Regions from separate parts of the Bombyx mori genome. Here region 1 is linked to region 2. The links are chromatin contacts, called in public Hi-C maps. All regions are on one chromosome and are shown on one strand. The core of a region is the stretch at or near the end of the contact, and the rest is flanking DNA. Distances in the headings are between cores, read along the strand shown.

Evidence for each region. A called contact is a pair of places that touch in the nucleus more often than the background predicts.
Region 1: a contact with region 2 is called in a Hi-C map of midgut, with 2.2 times the contacts expected there. The contact joins the enhancer-like site here to the promoter of USP in region 2. A contact is called at or near these places in 5 of 7 Hi-C or Micro-C datasets (middle silk gland, midgut, an unstated tissue and 1 more).

What each region holds. Positions count from the first base shown.
Region 1 is chr4:6,673,679-6,681,030 of ASM3026992v2, forward strand. It overlaps USP (RXR type hormone receptor), which reads left to right. Exons shown (of 11, transcript NM_001044005.1): 7 at 1,283-1,355; 8 at 3,629-3,778; 9 at 5,483-5,532; 10 at 6,235-6,528; 11 at 6,566-7,352. The coding sequence ends at 6,453. Among protein-coding and RNA genes, the nearest start is that of LOC134198750, 9.0 kb to the left of the region's middle. Within about 2 kb of position 2,028, at least 1 of the 8 cell types and tissues checked has open chromatin away from gene starts, as enhancers often do.
Region 2 is chr4:6,620,936-6,627,921 of ASM3026992v2, forward strand. It overlaps USP (RXR type hormone receptor), which reads left to right and starts at 3,651. Exons shown (of 11, transcript NM_001044005.1): 1 at 3,651-3,729.

The DNA.
Region 1 (7,352 bases), core at 778-3,277, 51 kb after region 2:
TGCTGATTTTATCTCTTCTTATTTTTCCGTATTGACCAAGTTTTGTTTGGTTAAAAGAATGTTTTATTAAACAGTAATCTTTAATAATCCTCTGGTAATAATAAAATACTACTGGACAAATAATAATACGAATACGAATACTAATGTACAATAATAAGTACTAACGTATTAGTGGTAATACATCCATTTGCATCGGAATTTGCACTAGATTACTATAATATTACTCAACACGGTTACGCCAAAAACTTCCAACCCGTTACAAATTCTATTAATAATAATAAAATAATAAAATACTACTGGACAAATAATAATACGAATACGAATACTAATGTACAATAATAGGTACTAACGTATTAGTGGTAATACATCCATTTGCATCGGAATTAGCACTAGATTACTATAATATTACTCAACATGGTTACGCCAAAAACTTCCAACCCGTTACAAATTCTATTAACGAAGAAAGCACGTAATTATGCCTAGATTACACATACTTATTAAATTGTAAGACCTGACCACATTAAGCTGCGACTAACGCTAAATCTAAAAAAATACTCGCACGCCATCTATCTTGTGTTGATGGTACCACGAGAAAAGCTATTCCGGAAGTGCGAACGATTACTGTACAAATTTTCAACGCAATCGCCCTTTTTTTTTTTTCCTACCCAAGGTCTTGAGAAACCATTTCAGCGTAACCTTAACAATTAGTGAGCTCACGGGGTTCAAATCTGATAACATTGCTATCACTAATCTTAGCAAGAAGCAAGGACCGGATCGGAAACGCGACCCACTGAAAAGATCCGGCGAAAAACTCCGTGGGCTGTAATCGTCCGAATAGTATGGGAACGCATAGAGGGCACACCTAAACATTAAATAAAATAATAATAAGAACTTATGCTCTTATTACTCGTAACTCTAAAATAGACACTGAAATTCATGAAAACTTTTATATGCTTTTATATGCGCCTGCTTCGCATTTAAAATTAACATTATTGTTTATTGTCATTATTATTAGGCAGTCCAACACTCATATAAATATTAGCCTATCCATTAAGTACATGTATTTTCTACATGGATACCAACTTTCAAGTCAATCGGATGCACGGTTCAGTACTTATAACGGAACATCCGTAAAAACGACTGTAGATTTATATATTAGTATAGATTCAGAGAATTCTATAATAACTAACATTACTTTACAAGACCTACAACAGTTTTAATATATTAGATTTAATTATTTTTTTATTTCAACTTCTTATATTTCTGTCTTAATGTTTTTCAGTTCCTCAATGATGAACGAGAGAACGTAGACTCGCGGAATACGGCGCCGCCTCAACTCATTTGTTTAATGCCAGGTATATAATATAATTATGATTATGTTTACTTTTTTTAAAGACATGATTACACGATTAAATGTTCCCGAAATCGAAGACATAATATGGCATTGTTGATGTTTACATCCATTTGGGAACGTGGGATCCACGAAAAACTGGTATTTAAACAATCGATACCTTTTATTTATTAATTTAGGAACTTTGATGAGCTTCAATTAAGGCTGTTTGTGCTTGATTTAAGCGACATTTTTGCAACTTAACAGGAGTGCCATTTAAAGTATAAAATTTGGAAATAAAATCACAACAAAATAACTACTTCAGCTTTTTGGTAGGGGGTAAACTTAATTAAAGTTAAATTGCAAACATCGAACTATTGTTACCAATGCCAAATAAAACGCACCTTTAATTACAAAGATAAATGTCGCTTAAACCAATTAGCTTTTCACTCCTCGATATGAACTAAAAAAAAAAAACTAAAAAAGTCACTACCGACATATTTGTTTGAATATACGCAATGCTTAAACATATTGTGTTTATTGAAGATACGTTAAAAGATTCTAATTTAATTGCCATAACAATTAAAGGTTATGTTAAATTTTTTATAATCTTCATTTTTAATATTAAGAGTGTGAAGTCTTGTGTTATCAGCACTGATTAACTTGTGGGTTAAATGTCAATGTTGAATAATGCACTTATCGAACGTAGAAAGTTGAAATATTCGTTACAGTATGTGATAAGGTGATACTTTTACATGTATAAATATTAATTACTTATTCTAGACGGACGAGACGAGCTCACGTCCCGACTGATGCTTAGTGGCTACCGGAACTCATAAACGTCGTAATATCAATGTCAATAATACTCATCATTGCTTCATGACAAAAATTAGTAAAGTAGTACCCACAGAACTACACAGACGTTACTGCTAATGCCATTAGTATTTCTGATGTACTAAAATATGTCACAATTTGAACAATATCTAGATATAGACCATTCTCTCTTATTCTATTGTCTAGATATTATCTAGATATAGACCATTCTCTCTTATGAAATATGAAATCAAGAATAGGACTTTGTCACTAACTATCGAAATATTTAATATCTACACTTATTAGAAAAAATATATATATGTAGGAACGGAACGGTATGGATGAATGACAGATATAGAGCATAACTGAGTGAGAGAGATAGGTGTTGTGTTAGGAAGTAAGAAAGACAGCGAATGAATGCGGAACACACAGTTTTATATTTTAATTAATAGATGGTTTTTATTTTTTTTATTGCTTAGATGGGTGGACGAGCTCACAGCCCACCTGAAGTTAAGTGGTTACTGGAGCCCATAGACATCTACATCGTAAATGCGCCACTCACCTTGAGATATAAGTTCTAAGGTCTCAGTATAGTTACAACGGCTGCCCCACCCTTCAAACCGAAACGCATTACTGCTTCACGGCAGAAATAGGCGGGGTGGTGGTACCTACTCGTGCGCACTCACAAGTGGTCCTACCACCAGTAATTACTCAAATTAAAATTTTATCGGGTTTGATTTTTATTAAACGATGCTATTCCTCCACCGTGGAAGTTAATCGTGAACATTTGTTAAGTACGTATTTCATTAGAGAAATTGGTACCCACCCGCCTGCGGGATTCGAACACCGATGCATCGTTAGATACGAATGCACCGGACGTCTTATCCTTTAGGCCACGACGACTTCAAAGGGTAGTTGTCGGACGCGACGGCAGACAGACGCGGTGTAACTCTGAAGACGTAAGACGTTTATAATTTAGTTATATAGATTAAGAAAGACATATATATGTAAGCTTTGTGTTGACGTTGACGTTGACAGAGTCATTAATATTTGAGTATGTATCAGATCAGCATTCAACCATAAGAGGGAGCCACAAGTGGGACAATGAAAGAAACGTGTTTTTCGTGTCTCGATCGGAATAAAAATATATAATTAAAATTCATTAAAACTCTTTGTGAATTAGCTTTATTATAAAAGTGAAGAGGACGATTCAAATTTGAATACAAGAATAGTAAACCATGAACATTTAATTGTCGATTCTATGTTTTAGGTTAGTAATTATTTCATTAGTTGATATTTGTTGAGTAAAAGATATCTGTATTTAATAAATAAAACTCTGTTCTAGATGAATCACATAGTGTTTTGCTTTAAGAAGAAATAAAATAGATAATCTTATATATATCGAGGGAAAGAATATTTTTTCAACATCAGACCTAGTGTATATCATACAGGCAGTACTGAAGGGTGTGGTCGTTTCGTTTCCAGGCATGACGCTGCACCGCAACTCCGCGCTGCAGGCCGGCGTGGGGCAGATCTTCGACCGCGTGCTCTCCGAGCTGTCGCTCAAGATGCGCTCCCTCCGCATGGACCAGGCCGAGTACGTCGCGCTCAAGGCCATCATACTCCTCAATCCTGGTCAGTTGCAATAACACACAGCTATTTGTCTCTCTCTCTCTTCAATAGTATGCAGTACCGACTAAGGCAACGGTCGGGGAACCGGGGTAAATTACCCCAAATGGGGTAAAATGAAAATTTGGGGGGTAAAAATGAAACTTTTATGAGTAAAAAGTATATATTGAAGTGAAACTTCTTTAGAATCGTTGTGATTTCAAACTCGATGAAACGTAACGAATAAATAATATTTGTTTTTCAAAATTATCATGGGGCCTATAATATGAAAGATGCTAAAAATAAGCGATTTCGTTTTTTTTTGGGATTCGCCATAGGGTAATATCAACTTACACAAAAATATTTTGGGGTAATAATTAAAAAAGTTCCCCCGATCGTTGGGCTAGGGGGAGGGTGATGGGAGAGATGTGTGCTCTGCACTAAACGCTTCACTCTCCTCCCCCTTTGCCTTTTCCTGAGTTCTGTCTCGTGAGAGGCTCGGACGTGGGTTGTTGAGCGACAGAAGGTTTTAGTTGGTTCGACTCCGACATAGCCCGCCTGCCATCCCCCGTGGAGGGTGGGAGTCCGGCGATTTCCTCCTGACCAAAAAAAAAATGCAGTACCGACTGTGAGCTATTGCTAAAGTTCAACTTTCTCGGCTAGTATCTTCCGCTATATAATTAATCAATGGCAAAGTGGACTGTTATTCCCTATAATATAAGACAGTTTACAGGTTAAATAATAAACACTTTTACGCTCTGGGGTTCGGGATAAATAAAAATTCTACTAAAGTACAAAGTAAAACTGTATTTAACACTTCGAACACTTACAGAGCACTTTACAATTCGTAATTCATTTATTCCGCTGCTTCGCTTCGACTAGAACCGCTTACTAACTGCCTTCGGGTCATCTCTGCAACGCTTTTATACAGGATTATCGTGAAAATTCCTGACAGGTCAAGTAGTTTCGACATGTGTTTCCGCGGTGTGATAATAGATGGCGCTGTTCTTCTCGACATTATTAGTTTTTATGTTCGTTTTTGCTATTCGACGATAGATGGCATTGCTCTTACCGACGTAACAATACTATTACTATTTTAAAAAATCCACCTTCATTCGGTATAAGGATTGTAACGACACCTTATACATACAAATCGGTTCGATCATTTACGAATGTTGGTCTAATAAAGAAATTAACAAACCCTGACAATATTATTTACACAATACAATACTGTACACTGACAACAGTCCCTGCCCTGACAATAATACTCTATTTAAACACGGAAGTCACGTGATAACTTCCACTTCATATTAATTTTGATCACTCGGCTGGCCTCATGAACTGAAGTCAGTATACGTATTTAAAGATATTTACACCTCTTTATTTTTGTTCTTCTCTCAAAGTTTTTTTTCTTTTCGATATCCATAACGCATATTCTACAGAGCAGCTTCAGCTGTCAAATTTAGATTTTTTCTAGTTATCTACTTAGAATAATTATGTCAGGAGATGCAGTGCAAGCCCACCTTAAAATGATCCAAATATAATTATAAAATAAAGTGGACATATGCATGATGCCGTCCCACGCTGGTTACTTGCTCTAGAACTTGTGTTACCTATTTAGAATTTTTTCTAAATGTTTTTTCTTTTAATTATTTCATGTACTTTATTGAATAGCGTAGAAGATGCTTAAACATTTATAAACATTACAATATTTTATTTTATCATTTTCAGACGTAAAAGGATTGAAGAATAAACAAGAAGTGGACGTTCTTCGAGAAAAGGTACATTAGATTATTTATTTTACTGACTTGATTAATCATACATTAGGGCGTTTTGTAGGGCTTTTTATTTCTTCATTTGTCATTTGAGTCAAAGTAATTAGAGTTCACTGATTTTGGGGTGAACTGTGTGAAAGCTTACACAAAATTTTATTAGATTAACCAAGCCATTACGATGTGGTTTTTTATTGCTTAGATGAGTGGACGAGATCACGGCCTGGTTAAATGGGTGTTAAATGGTTACCGAAGCCCATAATCAACTACAACGTAAATGCCGCCACCCACCTTGAGATATGAATTTTAAGGTCTCAGTATAGTTACAACGGCTGCCCCACCCTTCAAACCGAAACGCATTACTGCTTCACGGCAGAAATAGGCGGGGTGGTGGTACCTACCCGCGCGGACTCACAAGAGGTTCTACTACCAGTGATTACGTAAATTATAATTTTGCGGGTTTGATTTTTATTGCACGATGTTATTCCTTCACCGTGGAAGTCAATCGTGAACATTTGTTGAGTACGTAATTCATTAGAAAAATTGGTACCCGCCTGGGATTCGAACACCAGTGCATCCTTCAACACGAATGCACTGGACGTCTTATCCCCTCGGCCACGACGACTTCAAAATGACTTAAAGGTCTTAGTTACCAAGTCATAAAATCCCTTAAAAAAATTTTATATGAAGTGACCGCGTGGTTCCGCGCAGATGTTCTTATGCCTGGACGAGTACTGCCGGCGCTCGCGCGGCGGGGAGGAGGGTCGGTTCGCGGCGCTGCTGCTGCGGCTGCCGGCGCTGCGCTCCATCTCGCTCAAGAGCTTCGAGCACCTCTACCTGTTCCACCTCGTGGCCGAGGGCAGCGTGAGCTCGTACATCCGCGACGCGCTCTGCAACCACGCGCCGCCCATCGACACCAACATCATGTAGGGGGACTTATTCAACTTTTGAATGTCGACATGCCAACGTCAACATGTAAATTCTATACAGCAACAGTAAAAAAAAAAAAACTTATAAGCTAATTTTTTATGATTTTGATATCGCACTTTTAGCATAATTAGAGAGAGACCCATTTCGAAATTTTTTGGATTTCACCCCTTTTTTTTCCTACCTAAGTTGAGAGCCTTGAGAGGCTATTTCAGCGTAACCTTAACTAGGTGAGCTCACGAGGCTCAAACCTGACGACGTTGCTAACACGAACCCTAGCAAGAGCCGTGCTTGGCAGAATCTACCACCGGATCGGAAACGTGACTCACTGAAAAGATTTGGCGAGAAACGGAGTGGGCTGTGTCTATGGGTTTATTTACTCGTCGAGCCCTTCGTCGCAAGCGACGGGTTCGATGAGAACGGTGACCGGTGCTTGAGGTACCTAAAAGCACCGTTAGTGGATCGGGAGGATCCGAAATGACGTGTTTTGGGGCGACGTCGACTGCTTTCCATTCTTTCCGCAGGATCGGGAATGTAGTTACCGACGGCCACGATGAGAGGGTTCTCGTGTCCTGCCGCTTTATCGAAGTGGAGATCTTTTCAGCGATTCTTAATAATCAAACGATCAAAAGTATCTTATAAAGGGACAAACTTATTCATCGATCTCTTTTACTCCGTTCCCTTCCTCTACGCATTTTCGGTTTGAGAACTTTATTAGATCTCTTTGTAAAATACACATTTTTTGGGTTGGGTCTCTATAATTCTAAAGGAGCGATATATTATTTTCAATTAAGTTTTGTCAATTAATTATTGCTGGCATTGTTTACGTCTAAGACAAACTTTTATTTACAGATTATAGCAGTATGACATTCAAAAGATATATAACTTGTATTCGGTAAGCG
Region 2 (6,986 bases), core at 2,401-4,900:
TCACTGTTTGGAAGCTACACTATTCCCGAGTGACATAGGCTATAATCTATTTTGCAAAAAAATTGGGATCTTTATTAAAACTTCAATAATATAACCCAAGGTGTAAAAAAATTACCTAAAATGTTCTTTACATCACGTGCCCTGCGAAAACTATTGATGATAGAATAAAATAATGTACCACGACTTTCTAGAACACATTATTAATTACAAAAGGCGTTGCGACAGCATATTATGTCTAACTATTGTAATTGTGCCGCAATAAGTGTTCTTTTATTTAAAAAAATAAAATAACGTCAAATATCGTTGAAATTTTTGTTAAAGACCCGAGCAGGGCCGGAGCGTGCCGCTATTATTGATAAAAAGCTACATTACCTTTAATATTACTTTTAAAGAAACGAGGTTCACTTTTGCACAAAAATACCATTTTGTATAATAATATATTGTCGTCGAACACCAGCTTTATGCGATTACCTTTTTTGCCCTACCTAATCGTTGGTAACCTAAGCGGCTATGCTATGTGCGGTTGGGACGACTACCACGTCATTGCTTAGATGGGTGGACGAGCTCACAGCCCACCTGATGTTAAGTGGTTACTGGAGTCCATAGACATCTACTAAGGTCTCAGTATAGTTTGAACGGCTGCCCCACCCTTCAAACCGAAACGCATTACTGCTTCACGGCAGAAATAGGCAGGGTGGTGGTACCTACCCGCGCGGACTCACAAGTGGTCCCTACTACCAGTAATGAAATCGATTTACATCATACTAACGTCGAAACTGGACTGCACCCCGCTGAAATAGCCTCTCAAGGCTCTCAAGGCTCAAGCATAGGTAGGAAAAAAAAAGGACTGCCCAATAATTGTTTTTGGAGCAGAAACTGTCTGGGTGGCTGTACCTTCCTGGGCCAATGAACTAATGTATGAGTATAGTTATCCTGCACTTGCTTAAATAAACATAGATTTTGAACAGCCTACTTCTTTGACTCTATGCCATGGAAGAGAAGCGGTTGTCATGTTAAAGCTTAGAAAATATATTTCTACAGCAATGAGGCTATGCCGTCTTGTAAATATGTAAAGTTTATTATTTAAAAAAATCATTATTTTTGTAATTCCAAATTTAACGCCGGTGAATGCACGAGATTGTTCTAGTTTATTATCATCGCTTCCTCACGTTTGAAATTCTGTAAACATTCCGAAAATCAACCCGAGTCAGTCTACCGAAAGCTCGCTAAAAAAAAAAGCCAAGAAGCGATCTAGTGATTCGTGACGTCAACGACGACATTGATTCCAATGCAGCGCTAAACTACTGCAGTGCTCATCACATGTGCTGCTATAAACTGTCACTTAATTGAATTAGTTATGACCTCTGTCGCTTGTTAACGTCTGCTTCAGTGTGTATGGTTATGATGCAAAGGTTGGCGAAATAAAACCGTATTTATTCTAAGATCTAAAATAAATATTAGAAAGTCAAATTATGGTGGTAGGACTTCTTGTGAGTCCGCGCGGGTAGGTACCACCACCCTGCCTATTTCTGCCGTGAAGCAGTAATGCGTTTCGGTTTGAAGGGCGGGGCAGCCGTTGTAACTATATTTGAGACCTTAGAACTTATATCTCAAGGTGGGTGGCGCATTTACGTTGAAGAAGTCTATGGGCTCCAGTAACCACTTAACACCAGGTGGGCTGTGAGCTAGTCCACCCATCTAAGCAATAAAAAAGAAGGTCCAAGCTATATTGCGGTGAGTCGAATTATTAGTGGTATTTTAATATGTTTTACCAAACTGGTACGCGGCAGAATGGAGGTGACAACAATAATCACAACACTAATAAATAAATGTCATTGCTCGTGATTGTAAATGCAGCTCTTGTAGTTTATCTATATAAAAATAGTAGAGATTAAATCTAAAATATGATAAGAGATATTTTCAAGAAATAAATAAATATAAAACTGGAAACAAACTACGCACGGTCATCCGGCCCCAAAATTAGGATTCCGCGTGTTATGATTACCAGGAGACTGACGTACATACTTATATGTTTTTATTTTATTTTTTTATTGCTTAGATGAGTGGACGAGCTCACAGCCCACCTGGTGTTAAGTGGTTACTGGAGCCCATAGACATCTACAACGTAAATGCGCCACCCACCTTGAGATATAAGTTCTAAGGTTTCAATTATAGTTACAACGGCTGCCCCACGCTTCAAACCGAAACGCATTACTGCTTCACGGCAGCAATAGGCAGGGTGGTGGTACCTACCCGTGCGGACTCACAAGAGGTCCTACCACCAGTAATTACGCAAATTATAATTTTGCGGGTTTCATTTTTATTACACGATGTTATTCCTTCACCATGGAAATCGATCGTGAACATTTGTTGAGTACGTATTTCATTAGAAAAATTGGTACTCGCCTGCGGGATTCGAACACGTCTTATCCGTTAGGCCACGACGACTTCAAAATATATACGTGTATAGATAATAAACACCCAGACGAATAATACACAAACCTGTTGATCACACGAATGTTGGTCCGATGGTCGAACCCACGACCCTCGCTGCAACAGTCAGAGCCGTTAACTCACCACTGACTCAGTTAAAATATTGTCTTCTTCAAATAACCTTTAGTTAAATTAGGTGGAACAGAACAAATCAGCCTTCTATACTAGACACGCAGCGCGACATCCATTTCAGTAACTCAACTCCGGCACTCGGCTCAACAGCAGTCGCATTCACAGGGGTCCATCAAGGCGCCAGGTCTATTACATGTCTTTTCTAAATCATCTAATCATGCCGCTGAAGCCACCTCCACTCGAACAATCACCTTGAATGTCATTCAAAATATAGCTCATATTCATATATCTTATACATTTGTGTACATGAAATGTCCAGTATATCTCAAGATTATAGTTTAAGTATTAGAGATCAATTAGTTGCCATATGCTGTTAGACGAACCCTTTGATAATAGAATAAGAAGATTATGGCAAGGCTAGGACGTTACATCTACATGAGGCACGGTGAAGCGCTTTGCAGAAATTATCAGCTTAATGAGTTTGAAGACCGTCGGCAAAAATCATTTTGCAGGAGTTACAGTTTAGGTGTAGTTGAGTCACTCCAGAAATATGCAATATATGGAAAACGTTTTTAAATCAGATTACGATGTTGAAATGCAAAGCGCGCTTTGAATAAGAGCCCAAAATGAAATTTAAGATATTTAATGGAAAGCAATTAAGAATCAAGAAACAAATTGGAATCGAATTAGTAAAGTGGAGACCGTGATTGTCCTGTGCTTATCTACAGCAATGAAAAATGTTTTTAGTAAAGTATTGACTAAATACCTACTCTATTCTCAATAGGGTAATCAGAATCGATTTAAAGGTGGAAGTGCTGAAGGAGCCTGTGTCTGGTGTGTGATAATACGCGATGGGTCACATTACATATACTGCATAGGCATAGCACGTGTGATACGATGGGACAGGCATCGCGGGCGGATGGCAGGGTGAGGGGTGCGCAGTCGTGTGCAGTGGACCACTCGACGTCGCACAAGGTCAAGGAGAATGATTAACAACGAAAATACAGCAAAACAAACGGTGGCGTCGAGGGGTACGAGCGGGGAGGCGGCGCGGCAGTCACAGCAGCGACGCCACCCGTATCGGCCGTGAGTCTGGCGCCGCTCGCGACTAACTCTAAAATCGATGCACGATTCGCAACCGGCGTTCAACATCAAGCAGCTATCGTAATTCCACGTAATAATCATTAGAAAGTGACGTCACAATAAGTCTTGTAAACAAAAAAAAAATGTAGTCTTAAAACCGTTCCGATTTTGCTAGGGTTGTCAGTCAGATTCCGTCAGGCAAAATAAATGTGAAATTTTAAGTATCACGTGGATAATTTCAAATGAAACGTATACTGGAGGATGTTTTTATATGTACATGATATACTTGATTGCAAACACTTAACAGTAATAGAGCCATAGCTATTTTACAAAGTGACTTAAATAAAGTGGAAAGTTTCTTTCTTAATCTAGTTAATCTGGTCATAGGTATTGTCTATTTGCCATATTTGTAAATTCGCAGTGCTGTGATTTAACCCAAACTTAGAATAACCAATAAAAATCTTAAGAAAAGCCAATTTCATTAAAAATTCACATTCATAAAGATAAATTGATATCTCCATTCCGATAAAATTTGATAACTTCCAAAAATAAAGCAAAGTAAGGTTGAATTGTGTAAGTAGAATCATAATTACGGACTTCTAGCTCAACATGACTGATATATACATATATATGCAACGTACTAAAGTTGTAATGCCCTTATGTCTTATCTGACACGAGCTATGAAGAACACAGCAAGGTTGCAAGTGTATTGACTCTAGTGTTTTGAATAAGCTTATCACTGCGTTCTATTGCTCTAGTCTCTTAGTTCCATTCATGTGTTCTCTATTTCATTCGTTTGTTATTTTCCAATTTCATCATTTTGACGTCAATGTGATGTAACCGAGCTTCAAAAGCGTGCCAAAGGAGAACCACGGCGAGATGAGAAGATTTGAGACCCATGACTCCGCTATAGTTGCGACGCAATTGTTATACTCGTTCGATTTTGCGTGGTTCCCATAATTCGATCGCAATGTCCATTATTCAAATTGGTTTTTTTTTTTTTTTTTTTTTTTTTTTTATGATTGAAAGTTTACTGGTGGCCCGAAGGCCTTTCCAGTTTCACCAGGACAGGTGGGCGAGCGAGGCTCAGCCAAGAGGGGTGGGATTTGCTAACAACTGCCCGAGCGCCTCCGAAGGAGACCTAACAACTCAAGAGCAATTGTTTCGCGAATGAATCTACTACCGGATCGGAATCGCGACCCGCTGAGAAGATCCGGCGAGCTCAGCGGGCTGATGCATGGGTTAGGTTGCACGTCGACCTCTTTGTCGAGTTCGACGAGTACGGTTACCAGGGTCCCTAAGCCTGCCCCTAGTATTAGAGCTGAAGGCATCTAATGCAAAGGTTATTGGATCTGATGGATCCGTAAGGACGTGTCTAGGGCGTCGACGGTGACTGGCTCCTGCATGATCAGGATTCGGGGAGTAGTCAGCGGCGGCAACGATAAGGCGATTATCATGACGCATAGCCTTATCGAAGTATCGTTCCGACGCTGACTTCATGTATTTCCGAATTGATTCGAGGCCCAGGTCGTCGTGTAGGTCAACGTTCCTCACGAACCACGGAGCTCCGACGGCTAACCTGCAAAAGCGGGATTGTAGAGATTGAAGGGTGTCTATGTGTGTGCGGGCCGCGTGAGCGAACACCACACTCGCGTAAGTCATGACGGGCCTTATGCAAGTTTTGTAAAGTGTCACCTTGTTCCGAAGGGACATTTTACTCCGCTTACAGATCATGGGGTAGAGTCTACCGAGAATAAACGCGGCACGGTCACGGACTGATTTTATATGCGGGCGGAATGTCATCGTTGCATCCAGGGTAACGCCCAGGTACTTGACCTTCCTAGTCCAGGGTATGGGTTGTCTAAAGAGAGTAATCGGGGGTGTGAGATTCCTCCTCCTAATCCGGGAGGAAATCCGTGTGGAGCTTCCCCTCTGAAATAGCACCGCAGTACTTTTCGCTGGGTTGATGTCTATGCGCCATTTTCGGAACCACTGTCCTAGGGCTAGGGCTGCGCTCTGAAGCTTCTTCGCGATTAGGGACTTATTTCTACTAGAATAGTAAACAGTCGTGTCGTCGGCGAATAAAGCTAAATGGGTCGGCGGCGACCGGGGAATATCGTTGACGAATAAGCTAAATAGGAGGGGTGAGAGAACAGAGCCTTGCGGGACTCCAGCTGTGAGAGGTCGTGGGGAGGAGCGGGTTCCCTCGACTCGATATCGAAAAGAGCGGTTCGACAAGAAGTCCCGTATGATGAGCACGAGACTATCCGGCACGCCCATGTTGAATAGTTTGAAAATCAAACCATTGTGCCAGACTTTGTCGAACGCTTTTGCGACATCGAAGAAGAGAGCTCCCGTGTATAACGGTTTTGGTCGATTAAGCCCCACAAGAATGTGCTCCGTGAGGCGGTGCACCTGTTGAACGCATGAGTGATTTGTACGGAATCCGAATTGTTCATCGATGAGAATGCCCTTGGATGAGATGAAGTCTCTGAGGCGTTTGTAGAGCAGACGCTCATACAGTTTGCCTAGAGACATGAGGAGGCTAATCGGGCGGTAGCTCGTCGGATGATTTTTTGGTTTACCGGGTTTATGTATGCCGATAACGTCCGCTTCTTTCCACACCGCGGGAAAGATACAGTTCGCCATAGCGGCATTGAAAATAGATGCCAACATCACGATGAGTTGGACGGGTAGAAGTTTAATAACGCGGTTAGATATACCGTCGGAACCGGGAGCCTTGCGAGGACGTAGGTCTTTGATCAAGTCTTTAACTTCCATCGGGGTGACGGGTGGTAACGCATCCGATGGTGGCAAGGAGGCTCTGCGTTCTACCTCACTGTCTACTAATTCTACATGAACAGGGTCCACGGATTGAGTGCTGGGCGTGCACTGGGTTTGCAATGTATCGGCCAGCAGCTCTGCTTTTTCATCATCATCGAACGCCGCGAGTCGGCCTGAGGGGCCTACGAGGGGGGGCATAGTTACTACCGTATCCGATTTGAGAGTACGAGCTAAGCGGTAGTAAGACCTTTGGGAGGGCGCGAGTCTTTCTAAGAAATCAGACCATCTGGCATCTCGGACTTCGGCGATGCGAGACTTTACGTCGCGTTGTAGGGCACGCATTCGAATACGATTATCCACGGTAGGATACCTATCGTAGGCGCGGATCGAGGTGTTCTTAGCTCTAAGGAGTTCCCTAATATCGTCGGGCAATTTGAAGCGGTGAAGGAAGTCCTCCGCTACAACTTGCTTCGATGACCTATCTAATGTCGAGGTGATGTGTGACGTTAAGATGTCTATGGCTTCAGCGGTATCCTGAGGAGACGGGGTAGAGT